Linked DNA regions of Danio rerio: region 1 is linked to region 2. A link is a contact called in public Hi-C data. All regions are on one chromosome and are shown on one strand. Each heading gives the region's core, a stretch centred on a gene start, on an enhancer-like site or on the middle of the called end of the contact. The rest is flanking DNA. Distances are from core to core; before and after follow the strand shown. Region 1 holds the start of ppp4r4 (protein phosphatase 4, regulatory subunit 4). Region 2 has its middle 6.5 kb from the start of si:dkey-85n7.8.

Evidence for each region. A called contact is a pair of places that touch in the nucleus more often than the background predicts.
Region 1: a Hi-C map of embryo shows a contact between it and region 2, with 2.3 times the contacts expected there. The contact joins the promoter of ppp4r4 here to the enhancer-like site in region 2. A contact is called at or near these places in 2 of 18 Hi-C or Micro-C datasets (caudal fin and embryo).

The regions. Positions count from the first base shown.
Region 1 is chr20:30,016,408-30,019,107 of GRCz12tu, forward strand. ppp4r4 (protein phosphatase 4, regulatory subunit 4) reads left to right here and starts at 1,343. Exons shown (of 25, transcript XM_073933301.1): 1 at 1,343-1,580. It overlaps asb2a.1 (ankyrin repeat and SOCS box containing 2a, tandem duplicate 1), which reads right to left. Exons shown (of 11, transcript XM_691298.11): 11 at 2,186-2,700.
Region 2 is chr20:29,920,026-29,922,725 of GRCz12tu, forward strand. No RefSeq gene overlaps it. Among named protein-coding and RNA genes, the nearest start is that of si:dkey-85n7.8, 6.5 kb to the left of the region's middle. Within about 2 kb of position 1,311, at least 6 of the 62 cell types and tissues checked have an H3K27ac peak or open chromatin away from gene starts, as enhancers often do.

The sequences.
Region 1 (2,700 bases), core at 93-2,592, 96 kb after region 2:
TATTTTCATTGTAATGACCTGTTACTGCAATAAAAACAAAAAATCCAAATAACATAGTACTGTACCACATTTAATCTTTTTATTCTGCCCTCTGGTGAGAACTCAGAGACACTGCAGGAGGTTATTTATTGCTAACCTCAAGAAATTGTTTAACCTGCAAAGCCACCACATCTGCCGGGTTTCTGCACAACCCAGATCAGTCACGACAGCTTCTGATGCTAATCTGGAAGATGTTCAATGACGAGGTGACAAAAGAATTAGTCACAACCAAAAACAAGTTGTATTTCTTGGTAACATGAAATGCCATTTGTATGTGTAGGCCTATTTAATACTAAATATCAATATTTACTCCGAATGAACGATTAAAAGATACAACATCGGGCTATCACGTTTGAAAATCATAAGGTTTCTATCTTTCTTTCTTTTTTTTTACACAGCATTTGTATTTCAGGTATTGTCTATGATATGAGGCACTGCAAGCAGACCATATCATTTGCTGGGAAAACAGAACATATTGAGAATCTGGGCAATGTTGCCAACTTAGCAATTTTGCTGCTACTTTTCATACTAGCTAGCAACTTTTTTTTTTCAAACAGCAACTAGCAACAAATTTAGCAGTTTTTAACTGTCATTTGGCTACTTTTAGCTATTTTTAAAAAGTGACTCAAAGCAGTGGCTGCAGGCTTCACTCAGTAGAGTAAATCGCGAGCTCGATTGTTTTTCATAACCGTTAATTTACTGATATTTGTTAAATTGTTAACATGTGTAATTGTTGGTTATTTAGGTAGCAATTAATTCCAATAGTGCTATAACTATAAAGTTTCATTAAAATCTCAATTTCATACAAATCTGCTTTGTATCAGGCTTTTTAATTTAATAAATTTGTATTTTTGGAGCTGTGGTGTTGCCGCCTTTGATGAATAGTTAATTTGCACCTTTTGCGTTTTTTGGCTGAGCACATTTGGGATTTGCATGCTTTTGAACAGTTTTTCATACTAATCTAAATGGACATTTTTCAAACAAGGTTTTTGCTGAGATGGCCAATCAATCTGAGAAAACATTCATTATTTTGTATACTACATAAAGAGCTGTAGTTTTAAGTTGCGATTACGCAATGACGTCATCACGCTAAGTAATATGTTAATAAGAACCTATTTATTGATTAAATTCTGGATGTAATGTGTAAATATAAAGTAATACCTCCGACAGAGAGATACCGCCTCAGGGAGTAGAAACATGACGGGGTTTCTTGTCAGATACTACGTGATGACGTCACTGATATGCAAATTAGTGCTTGACGTCATCTGGCAACATTTAGCTACGGCCTTCGCCTCCATACCATACAGGCTTTAGCTACTTACCATCGGAAAAAGTTGGCAACACTGAATCTGGGCAATCAGTTTTGCTCTCAAGTCTGGCCATCTGGAAAGTACATTGTCTGGCTGCTACCCGAACTGACCTGATCAAGTTCAGATCAGGGTTAACAACACCCACATTCAAGGACACATAGAGGCAGCTTCTGTGTTCTCTCTCTGAGTATTGCTGACAGCTTTACTGCTGACAACATTATGTAAATACAGGTATTTGTACGAATTTTGTTTACACGTTTATTGTTTTTAAAAGTATTTTTAATTACTTCCCTAAGTTACAGACACAATTAGGGGGGCAATACGTGACGACACCAGAACCAATTATTCTACCCACGTTGTAGCTAACACTTAATCGACATACACAGAATAATACAATAGTCTTTTTATAATGACTGTATAGACCTTTTATTCATTTTTTTGTGCTATTGCTTTTGTAATAAATAAATCCGAATGAACACTGAATAACTCATGACGTCACTTCCGACTCTGAATAGTAAGGTCCACAAAGTGTTGTTTTCAGTAGCTACATTATTTAAAGTAACGTACTTGGTTAAGAACAACGTATTCCGTAATTTTGTTCACCGTTAGAACTGTTAGTAAGTAAATGAGTTTTGTTTTCTTTCTCAGTTTTATTTTTAACGTTGAAGTAACGTTGGAAATGTTGATTGAAAACGTGTGCAGATGAGCAAGTAGGTGAATGAGCAAATGAGGGACATTCATTTTTAATTTGAGAAAAACTGTTTTCTTATTATATTTTTTCACACTGGTTCAGTTTGGAGGTGTTGTTTTTTTATTTTTAATAATAACATTTCAAGAACTGTGTTAATCGTTTATTAAAGAACAGAAAAAAACTGTAGCTGAAAAACCCCAAGAACAACCCATGAAATGAAAAAGGGCGGTAATTTTGTACATCATTATACCCAGGAATGGAAGTTAGGTTATTTATTATTCATACATATACACTAGTTTGTAGAAAATCTTCAAAATTTGTAAAGGAATAGGCTAATTGAATCTCAAATACTGTAACTTTAATTATTGTATAACACTTTAATTATTATCATCATGTCGTTGGAAATCATTCAGATAATTATCTCACGTAGCTTTGCCACTTAGTTTGCTTTGTAAGCAAGACAAAACATTGAAATATACACCGACCTGACTAAAAATCAGCAAGAAGTAAAAAATACAAAACCTAATACAAAACTATACACATTTCATAATACATTCTACTATATTGCAAAAAAATAGCAGTTATTATTTTCTTTCACATGATATCATTTTTCGTACATATAATATTCCTACATTTTAAATAAGAATACACATATAGACA
Region 2 (2,700 bases), core at 61-2,560:
TTTATGCATTTGATTACCTGCAGATCTTTCCTCTCTAACTCCTATTATTAAAAAGAAAACACGCTGGGATTGCTTTATGAACAAAGAAAAACTGAACCTCAGTTCAACACCTTTTTAACTAATGTCAAGAACCATTTCTCAGGGGTGGATTTAACCAATAAGCAAGGTAAGCGGCTGCTTAGGGCCCCAGGAAATCTGGGGGCCACCAATAAATATCTAGAAGAATAAATTATACCTGTAAACAATATATAACATTACCCAGAGATGGATTGTGGCTGGAAGGGCATACACTTTGTAAAAACGTGCTGGATAAGTTGCCGGTTCATTCCGCTGTGGCGACCCCGAATTAATAAAGGGACTAAGCTGAAAAGAAAATGAATGAATGAATAAATATATAACATTGTTTTCTATCATATTTTGTATGGTGAGAGTCAAACTATAAAAATAACATTAATATTATTATTATAATCTAATGTTATGTAATAAATTATTATAATAATAATATAATAAAATAAAATAAAATTTAATTATTACATTTGCACAAATTTGTCCACCACCCCCCAATCATAGAGCAGTCCAGCAGTCAAATTTATTTAAAAAATAAAAATAATAATTATATATATATATATATATATATATATATATATATATATATATATACACACACACACACACACACACACACACACACACACACACACACACACACACATATCTTATTTTAGTTAATAAAATTTTACATTTTAAGAAAATTATTCATTTAAAAAGTAGAGATTGCATTAAGATGGAACATAGAAAAGACATTTTATGTAATATAAATAAAAACACATAATTAAACAAAATTTAAATAAAAGTATAAAGAGTGTATTTTAGGTCTGATGGACCCCAAAATGTCCCAAAACACCATTAAAATGTGCTGGTTTTAATGAGTGGCAATGTTTTGAAATTATTATTATTATTTGTTAACTTTAAGACATCTGTGATAGCCTAGATTATTTTAGTTTTTTTTCAACGGAGATATAAAATAAAACTAAGACAATTCTGTGAGATTATGCTTTATTTGGTCGGAAAAATGACATTTCATATGAATGTGATCACATTGAGATGCATTGATTCATTTTGGAGCTCTAGTGGATTCTAGTTTGCTTGAATGTACTTTTAGTGAAAAAAAAAGTAGAATGGGTGCATTTTAGAAATGGACTGGAATTGCTTAGGACCCTCAAATCACTATATGCTCACCTATTTTGGGAGGCTTGAGACTCACACAGAAATCAAGGTAAGCACCCCCTGCTGGTGTAAATAACACAGTACAGTAGACTTAAACCTGCTCAGCTTCAGTACAGTTGCAACGTGAAAGCAGTCGGCAAACTACCACCCACACTGAGTATGTGGAAAGGTCTGTTTACTTGAGGAAAGCACACAGAACACTGATGTGCTCGATAGCATCCAAAACACAAATATGATACGGCCAGTGTTTGTCCAGAGTGTTTCAGTCCCCTTAGGAGCAAAGGAAATCCTATTATGTGATAGAGGGAGGTCATAGCGGTCAAAATGTTTTGTTTTTATCATGAAGCTGTTCACTTTGTTCTGACAATGTCTTGTGGTATGAGAATATAGGTGAACGAGGAAATTGGCTTATTTCATAAAATCGCATTACTATTTCTGTTATAGGCTACATTTCTTTTTTGGCATAGAGCAATTAAAAATTAAACTGACAGTATGTCCATCTTTCAGGCAGTGACCCTGGTCTCAAGCACTTTAGAATCCCCGTTGCTTGTTTATTTTTCCAGAAGAGCAGGAATGTTGAGATTCAGCCTTATTGTAACATCAATTTATTTCTGTTCTTGAGATTTAAAAAAAAATACAAGATGTTTTTCTATTTTTACACACACACACACACACACACACACACACACACACACACACACACACACACACACACACACACACACACACACACACACACACACACACACACACACACACACACACACACACACACACAGGAAGTTCACCTCATAAAAAAATACTACACCATTTACTGTGCCTAAATTGATTTCAAACCCTAAAGAGTTTTTTCTTTCTTCTGTTAAATACAAAATAATATATATATATATATATATATATATATATATATATGTATATATATATATATATATATATATATATATATATATATATATATATATATATATATATATATATATATATATATATATATATATATATATATATATATATATATATATAATATAGTATTATATATATATATGCCTGGTGCTTCCTGGGGCGGATTTACTAATAAGCAAGGAAAGGGCTTTTTTGGGCCCCAGGACTTCTGGAGGCCCCCAATAAATATCTTGAAGTATAAATGATATTATTCTTGTCATATTTTGTATAGTGAGAGTCTAAAAAAACCCTTTTACGTATTAAATATTTTTTAATGTACAATAAAATATAATATTATAATAATAATGTAATGTTATGTAAATATAATAAAATGAAGTAAAAAAAACAAACCACCCTCAATCATGGAGCAGTCCAGCAGTCAAATTTATAAATATTAATTATTTTTTGTTGTAAATTCATTTTAAGAGATCTTTTATTTAAAATGTAAATCTTACATTAAGATAAATGAAAATTGAGTAACATAAAAACTGCAAAGTAAATGAAAATTAAATAAAAGTACAAAGAGTGCAT